Regions from separate parts of the Gossypium hirsutum genome. Here region 1 is linked to region 2. A link is a contact called in public Hi-C data. All regions are on one chromosome and are shown on one strand. The core of a region is the stretch at or near the end of the contact, and the rest is flanking DNA. Distances in the headings are between cores, read along the strand shown. Region 1 holds the start of LOC107909655 (protein RICE SALT SENSITIVE 3). Region 2 has its middle 55 kb from the start of LOC121215068.

The links. Hi-C and Micro-C count contacts between places; a contact is called where the count stands out from the background.
Region 1: a contact with region 2 is called in a Hi-C map of leaf, with 2.3 times the contacts expected there. The contact joins the promoter of LOC107909655 here to the enhancer-like site in region 2. A contact is called at or near these places in 4 of 34 Hi-C or Micro-C datasets (callus and leaf).

What each region holds. Positions count from the first base shown.
Region 1 is chrD02:61,826,804-61,831,526 of Gossypium_hirsutum_v2.1, forward strand. LOC107909655 (protein RICE SALT SENSITIVE 3) reads right to left here and starts at 2,877. Exons shown (of 7, transcript XM_016837271.2): 1 at 2,589-2,877; 2 at 2,309-2,359; 3 at 2,041-2,214; 4 at 1,855-1,960; 5 at 1,711-1,752; 6 at 1,572-1,628; 7 at 679-1,451. The coding sequence starts at 2,725. The coding sequence ends at 966.
Region 2 is chrD02:61,731,718-61,736,328 of Gossypium_hirsutum_v2.1, forward strand. No RefSeq gene overlaps it. Among protein-coding and RNA genes, the nearest start is that of LOC121215068, 55 kb to the right of the region's middle. Within about 2 kb of position 3,209, at least 4 of the 9 cell types and tissues checked have an H3K27ac peak or open chromatin away from gene starts, as enhancers often do. A contact at or near this core is called in leaf, where this site is marked.

The DNA.
Region 1 (4,723 bases), core at 1,627-4,126, 95 kb after region 2:
TATCAAATTACAGCAGATCAAAACCCGACCAAAAAAGCCACAACTTGGGTTCCAGCACAATCAACTTTAGCAAATACACTTAATTGATTTATTTTTTGTCAATAAAGACTCAATTGAATGAAAAATTTCAATGAAAATTTAATTAATTGTTTTAATTTTAATGAGTTTTTTTTACCTTAAACTTATAATTTATAATTAATATAAATAAAGAGCAGGGTTTTTGAAAAGCGAAATGCTATAATTGTTAGTTTTTTCATTCAACTTTAAAAGACAATTTAGAAAACTAATTAGGCGGCTTGAAAAATGATTGTTTAATATTGCTTACGCGTAAAAAAATTAATGTCAAATTTATTAATCTTTAAACTCATACTTTGTTTCAAGAATAAAAAGTAAAAGTACTAATTAAAAAAGGATTATTATCCTGTTTATTTGTTTAACTATTTCCTTACACAGATAATATTATATTATATTATTATATCATAAGAAGATTAATGAAGCCTTCTATATTTCTGATACTCGTTTTCTTATTATATGAAGTTTCCTCTCTTGGCAATATTTTCCTCTCATTTAGTTGGCATTAATTTTGAAATAATTGAAGTATGATTCTTATCAAATAAATATGCATCATAACATACGGTATTCAGTGAAGGGTGCTTAATCATCTCAAGAATCATATACTAACAAGGAATTTAAGCTCATATATATATATATGAAGGGATCGGTGGAAGATGAAGATTCATGATAGTATATACTAGCTTGGAGCCTAGGGCTAAACAAAGCTTCAACAGCAAAGAAAGCTGTTACAGTTTAGTAGAAATTAACACCCCAATGGCCTAACTGAAACATTATAGAAATTAATGCACCGATCCATGCACAATCTACATATAAGAACTGGGCTATATGATATATATACTCCAAATATCACTCGCTATATATCAAAATCCATTGTTGGGCCTGCCGTTTGGTTACATTGAGAGGTGTTGATGATACTGTTGTTGGCGACGATATGCAGAAAAGGAGGTGCTGCTTTCACCCATATCTTGTTCAGGCTTATACTCTTCATCAATTTCTTCTTTTGCCACTTTCTCCATCCCAATGTATTCCACTGGCCTTTGCGATGATTGGAACTGCGACTGTGGATGAGACTCGCAGTAGCCGGAAGAAGCTTGCGGTGGTACAACTGATGGAAGCTTGGAAAGAAGGGCTTCAAGGCTGCTCATGGAAGGTGTTATTTTCATGGGCTGATTGAAGTGGTCGTAGAATTCAGGTGGTGGCGGTGGTGCAATTGTTGTCCCTGCTGGGAAATGCGCCCATGCTTCTGGTGTGCCATAGGCATCTACTTTGAAAGGGTAAGCAGAAGATGATGGGTGGGGCAAGAGTACTCCAGGAAGGCTTTCTATGTAGCTGAATTTCTTTCTCAGTAGAACTACATAACTCAGGTCTTCAATTACCTTTGAGTAACATAAATGAGAAAGAAAATGGAGATATATATGGTACTGTCAGGTGCATCACGATAGCAAACCAAATTGTGTGCTGTATGAACTTTAGAGAGAGAGAGAGAGAGAGAGAACCTTGTGAACAGCTCCTAGTTGCACAACACCTTCTCTAACTGCAATCAAGGCGATGGTCTGAAAAGATGTTCAATTCAAAGCAGGTAATTAGATCTACCTTAATTCTTGAGAGTTTTGTGATGTTGATATTGTGGTATACCTTTATTCCAGCCTGAAACTGTGCTTCCCATGTCCTAGGATGCTAGAGAAAACAAAGAAGATTTTGTGAGAAACGAGAGGAACCTGTAATCACCAAAGGGTGTAACTGTAAGCATGGATTGGACGGGCAAACATGTATGCTTACTGAGTCTGCAGAGTTATGCCATGCTGACAAGAAGTTGATTTCCTGCTCATTGGGTTCTTTGTATATCCACTTGTGACTGTGATCTGCAGCCACTTTTCCTATCAAACTGCCCACGTTAACAGATAAAAGGTCAGTTTACTTGAAATTAATATTACCAATTACCTAATAGCTTATACAAATTCTTACCCTTCTCCATAGTTGTAGATTTCATGTGACATCTTAAAGAAAAGCTCTGGTTGCAGTCCTTGATAATGTTGAAACTCACTGCTGCCATGGACTGAGGAACCATGACAGTCTCCGGAGTTTATTTCAGCTGCTGAGGCAGCAAAGTTGCAGAAACCATCTTCCCAAACTAATATCCTGCAATTTGTTCACTATCAACTGTAAGTAAGTTATAAAATATATGCATGGCATATTGTTTTCCATAAAGAAAAAAGAAACTGAAAACCTATACCAGTTTCTCCTGTTTCCTCTTGACCTGTCATAAGCTCCTTGGCCATCCCATCTATGATAAAAGTAATGGAAAAACAATTGTCTCAAAAAGGCATGAGAAAACCATAAATTAGTGAGAGATTATGACATCTGTGTGTTGTTTATCCATTGAATGAGTCAGATATGTTAGATCCTTTATCTTGGAAGAAAAGGAAACCTACTGCAGTACCCCTAAGGAGAAAGAAAAAGGAAAGCAGTATTAGTGTGTTTGTGTAATTTGGCTTTATGCTTAGCTTCCTTACTTGGGAGGTGGATAGTTTCTAGGTAAGATCCTCCAAAAGACTGCATAAACCCATTGAGAGTTCTCATGAATGCACAAGCTTCTTAGTGTGTGTTGAAGGAGATGAGTAACAGCTAATGGACTGAGATGTTCCTCCATCAAATTTCTTCACACTTTCTTTTAGACCCTCTCTTTCATTCTTTTCATTTTTTTTCCCTCCTCTCTACGGATATATCTTTCCTTAAAAGAAGGGAGAAGCCAGCATCTTAACCTCCTTTATATAAGCAAACCAACATGGAAATGTCACTTTTATACCTCTCTCTCTCTTTCTCTCTCTCTGTTACTGTATTGCATTTAATCATGCTTTAAATTTTACCAAAATGATTTTATGAGGCCCCACGATTTGCCCTTCTCGGTTCCCAACGGTTCTCCTTTATCAATCAACCCTCCGTTTTAAAAACAGCTCTCCTGTCCTGGTTGTATTTTCTCTTTCTACCCTTATCCCAATAAGGAAAATACCACTCTCAAACACAGACCAAACCTTATTCTTCTTATGCTAACATCATGAGTTTTGCCCCATTTCTGAGTATTTCTCTGAGGACCCATACACACATATCTCTCTTTCTATTCAACCCCAATGTTTTTTTTCCTTACCTATCTGACACATCTAGGTATAACCACTCATTTCAGTCCCAGGAACAACACTTACATTTCCACCATCTCTATTTATTCACTCAGTGTCGAGCTACTACGATCCATTGATTTCTTCTTCTTTAGCAGAGAATTTTTAAATGTTCATTTAGGTTACTTCTCTCACTTCCTCTCTCTCTCTCTCTCTCTCTCTCTCTCACTCTTTTCCCCCACCCCATTCTTTATCGCCATCATTTTGGTGCATCCAAGTGTCCCTCTATATGGGGCATATCAACAGCCAAATATGATCACACTTATTCCTTCGCTACTACATATATGAATGCAAGATTAAGAAGGTTTGATATAATATCAAAGATGTTCATGTATGTCTTGTGTATTTATTATATGTATTCTTGAATCTTAACTTGTATTCATGAATGAAAAGGAAGAAAGTGTGAGAGTTATAATTGATGAGATTTTCGGTTGTGATTGTGATATTTTATGATAGAAAAGTCAAATTTTGCTGCCAATCTCAATCCACATATGATAAGAATACGCATGGTTGATGCATTACGCCTGCATGACTTCTCAAATTGTCAAAGGTATGGCATTACCTGCCACATTCTTATAACGTGAAAGTATGTACAGATTGTGAGCATCAAAAAAATAAAGGACCCCACACTTGGAAGTGCTAGAGCACAAAAATCACATGATTCTATTCATTTTTTTGACAGATTTAATAAGTGGTCTGTTTGACTAGCTTGAGAGATGGAGACATTTTGTTGTAAATCTTGATGGATGGATGGATCACCTGGGAGGCTGTCAAGAAGAGGTCCTAAGGAAAGGGGTTTGATAATATAAGTTTAATACAGGGGTGTTTAAGAATAAAACAAATAAGTTGCAGCAATTAATATGGTAAATTGATCATCAGGGGGGAGAGCTGCTTTACAAACAGTTTTGTACACTTTGACATACACGGATATTGATGCAAAGATGTATGAGAGAACCAGTGTACTTTCTACTAGTAAGATTTTCATTAGTTTTGGGTCCTTTGGGATCTATCTTTCTCTTTCTCTCTCTGGGCTGCAGCTACATGATGACTAAAAGGAGCTTTCAGTGCTTTCAATTCACCTTCCTGACACCAAGAAAGTTTTGACAGACAATTATACTCTTGTATTTGACCGTCTGTTTATGACAAAATGAGATCATTAGCCCCTGTAATCATCCTCCAATTCACCACATTAATTATCATCAACCAACCGGCATTTCTCACCCCCTTTTTTTTCTTTGATAGCGACAGGCATGCCTATCTTCATATTCATATAGTTAATATATTCAGAATCCTATTAGACTCCTCCGAACGCAAAACTGTTGGTGTTATGGTTGTTGTTTAAAGTTGTGTAGGTCGTAAATGTACGGTCCCTTTGGCAAGGTGAAAACAGCAGTGTTGGGGACAGCCTCTGATGACTTGATGTCAGCAAAAGCCCAAGTGAAACTAGCTTGGATTTTACTGATATAATAAGAGGT
Region 2 (4,611 bases), core at 1,959-4,458:
CCCTGCTTCCACCTATTGGGGCTAAAGCCGTCTAAATAATATCAAAACACATTTCTCACGGTTATAACATCCTCTACAACTAAGGGACTGCTAGTGCGAAACCTTTCGAGTTGGGTTGAACCATTCTCTGTTGTAATGCTTCACTTAAATTAACACATGTCCTTGCTTGGTGCGAACCACTCTATTGGAAAAGCAAACATGTCAGCGAGCCTACATCTCACCCTAATGTATTTCCCCTGATTTAGTCAAAAATTAGTACACCAATTGGCGATTATAGTCTCGACCTATTCGTGATGAGGGAAATAGTAGAAGCCCAATAAATTCCCTCGGTTCTAGGCCTTTAATAGATATAAACGTTGGAAAACTACAAGCTGTGGCACTTCGTTGTGTCGGCAGTAGTTGATGAAGTAAGTCGATCGACCAAGAAAACCCGCAAAGTTGACTGGGAGCGATCTTATACTCTTGAAGAAGATGAAAGAAGAATGAATTTAGGGGAAAATAGAATCCAACTTCCAAAGCAAGGAGGGGGAGCTGGAAGCTGCCATCACTAGTGTCGCTCAGCCTATGTGGCCCATTAGGAATAGAGAAGTCATAAGTGAAGTTGGGGATTTTAATCCCTCTCACGGCTAAAGCTCGAGTCAATGAGAAATGAAAGAAAAACACTCAACACTAATTTAGGGTTTATATCAACTATAGAAATCCTAAACTATTCTGAGTAAAAAACCAAACATATACTCGTAGGATGACAAAATTGGGGTTAGAGTTTTAGGGTTTTAAACTCTTACTCATAAACAATATAAATGAGCCTCCAACAAAAGCACAAAAAATTTTCCAAAACAATCAATTGAATAATGAATAATAGTTTCTTTTTTACAAAATTCAGTTACCTTCTGTTCAATTAACTGGTTGCTCTTTATGTAATTTTTACTCTTTGTAAGTTTAAAGGTGTGCTTGGTTAGATGGAAAAGTGAAAGGAAGGAAAATAGGAGGTGAGATCATTTTTCATCCTAATACATAAAAATCAATCCTTCCAAATTGGAATGATGAGGGAAGAGAAAATGAGAGAGATGTGCATGCTACTTCAAAGTTATGCATTTTTCAAAGGTTTTATTTTCTATTCCTTCAATTTTTCACATTTACTAAGCAATGGATGGCAAGAAAAAGTAATTTTCTTTCCATTTCTCCAACCAAGCATACTTATGGAAAGAAAAATTATGTTTTATATCATTTTAGTTTTCTATCCCCTCAATTTTCCATCTTTCTAATTTACTTTCCTCTCAACCAAGCAAAGCATAAGGGTGTGCTTGATTGGGTGAAAGGAGAGATGGGAGGAGGGAATTGAAAAATGGAAGAAAAATAAAATTTCAGTATGTTTGGTTGAGAAGAAAAGTGAGAGGAAATAAAATAAGAGAGAGGATCATTTTCTATCCTAATGCATAAAAATCAATCATTTCGAATTGGAAAGATGGGAGGAGAGAAAATGAGATGTGTGTGTTAGTTCAAACTTATGCATTTTTTGAATGTTTTATTTTCTTTCCTTCAATTTTTCAACTCTACCAAGCAATAGATGAAAAGAAAAAGTAATTTTTTTTTTAATTTTTACATCTCTTCTATCAAACATACCTATGAAAAGAAAAATTATAGTTTTCATATCCTTCTAATTTTCTAATTTTCTTTCCGCCAACAAAGTAAAACCTGAATGAAACAAAGGAAGATTTGATTTTAGAATAAACTAGGTTGGGCAAAGTTACTCCAGTTTAACGAATTGCTTTACTTTTTATTATTATTTACTTTGTTTCTTTTTTTTTTTTTAGATTTTTAGTCTGGGGAGGCTTTTGCTTTTTTTTTTTTAATTTAATTTAATTTAATTATTTATTTTATTAAATTTTATGTGGTGTCACATCATACCAACACCGTTACTTTTTTCGTTAATAAATAAGTAATTTGACTCGAAAATGGAACAATGAAGACAAAATTGTTCCAAAAAAAAATTAAAGATCGAATTGTCTAAAAAATAAACGTTGAGGGCAATTTTTGCCATTATGCCAATTGTCTATCATAAATGTATTTGAGGCATATTTATATAAACCTTGACATTTTAATAATTCTTTATGTAAATTTTACACATTCTTGTATTTCTATCATCTTATTTGTTTTGTGTTTAATTATTTTTACCGCATTGTGTTTGTATCACATAAATATAATAATGTTTTGTCAAAAATTATCAATGCTAACTGATTGACATATTCTAATAATTCAATTTTGTGGAAAGTTTTAATTTTTCTTACTTTTTTATCATTTAAAAGTATTATAAAATATCATTTTAATAAATTTGATATCATGCCCACTACAACACATGGTTTATATATCTAGTAAATAATTTAAAAATGAAGGGTCTATATGTAACATAATTAATTTTCTGAGTTTATAATTTGTAAAATAGAAATACAGTAGACATATATCATTTGTTTTCTCCAATATAACCACTATTATATGCAAAACTAAGACATTTTGATCTTTAAACCACATAATATCTTGCAGCGTATAAAATAATAACTAGCACCTTATTTGGAGGGAAGGTGAAGCTTGTAAGATGTAAAGAGTACTTTTTCCCCCTAGAATTAAACATACCTCCGATATTTTATTGAGGAAAGTAATGTTACATCACTATCCAATAATTTTTGTGCTATATTATTGGCCAACACACAGTGAGTCTGGGTGTGCAAGATTATGTATCTTAATTGAAACACATTCTATGTTTGGGGTCCCTAGGCCACTAAATGGAAAATAAACCTCCCCCCATCTTCATTCCTTTTGCTTCTTAAAGCTGGAAAGAAATGAAAAAGTAAAATTATCCCCCAAAATATTTTGTTGTTCACTGAAAGAGACCCATGTTACCATAACCCCCTATCACTAAGGATTTTGTACACAAAATAAATCATAAGGGGTGCATATGACTACTTGATACATGTTTCTGCATTATTTCTGCTTACTCGAGTAATCCTTGTGCTTTAAATGGAGTTGTAATTTGATTTAATAATTACATATATATGCATAGAAAAAGAGAAGTAGGGATCGGGGAAATTTAATTGGGTTAAGTTATACTCCATTTGTTATATTTTTTCGGACTGTGATACGTGATAGCATAGTAAGCTATTTGGAGAATGTCACTTCACTTGTTACTAGCCAATCACCAAGGGACTGATGGTCCCGAAGGCTTGACCCCAGTCAACTTTTTGCCTTACCAGAATGGATCATTCCCGTGAGGCAAACAATCACTTGTTCTCTTGTTCAAAACGTGATTCCTTAGGCCACCAAATCTCACGTTGGTCTAACCACTCTACTTCAGGGATCATATGGAATGACCATATGCGTTTCATCACAAAAATCCTTCTCACACGTCTCTCAATGATGGTCTAATAACAGACCCGCCACATTAATCTCACCTAATACTGAACCTCTCTTATATATACCCTGAAATGATGAAGAAGGGATCAATCCTCAATCTAGCCCTGTTACTACCTCCAAAACAATCCTTTGCTATCTCAACCTTCTTGCTTGTTTCAACCTTCGACTCTTTGTTCAAATTAAATGAACCGGCCTCCACTAAGACCACCCCTCCCTCTTCTGTGTCTCCTCCATTTATTAAACCCATACACCAACACCATTATTTTTTTTAAAATTCATTATTATTTGATTCAAATTTAATCAAGGTATTAGGCATATTAACGGATAAAGGGGTGATTTATTGACTTGGTGCGAACAAGGGGGGGAATCATGGACAATTGGCTCCGCAGATTGGTGTTCATTTGGGTGAGTTGACCAGGTAAGGGCTAGGTGGTGGGGCAATGAATGTGATGAAATGAGTGTGAGTGAGGTGGTGAGGGACTGATTGGGTTTGAGCTGGATCTAGTGGTGGGAACCAATTTCACATGCTTGCACATGATGTCTTAACTTAGTTACCCTCCCAACTTCATCAGCATTTTTTCATTTCTATTCACTATTTTGATGAGTGGCCACTGCCCTATCCCCAGGGTAAGGATTTTGGACACTAATTATTCCACTCAACTCCACTCCCTCCTTAGCTATTTTCTCCACTTATGATTAGCCATATCTTTGTCATTGTCTAGCTAGTGCCTAATAGCGTACAAATCGTTCCATTTATTGGGATACCGTGTCTTCAGGAAATCGATGGAGATATGTTTTGGTTCCAAGTACGTTGATTTTGTGTCAACAACTAATTAGTTATAGAGGAGTTGGAGCGTTTAAATACAACTTTGAGTTTTATAGATTAAAAAGCAGCATTAAGATAGTTTATTTTCCATTAGAGATTTGAGTTTGATTTTGCATTTAATTAAAATTCAATATTATTATTATTAAATATTGAAAAATTTTGAGCTAAAACAAAAATAGCTTTCAACGAATCCAAATCATTACTAGAAATTAGGTGACAACTTCACCTTTTTAAAAATTTCAAACTTAGGTTAATCAATTCAAAAAGTTCATATCATTGTTTACAAAATAATAAATACATAATTTTATATTAATATTAATATATTTTATAATTAAATTTAAATAAAATTATTAAAAAATTAATTTAAATTCGAATCA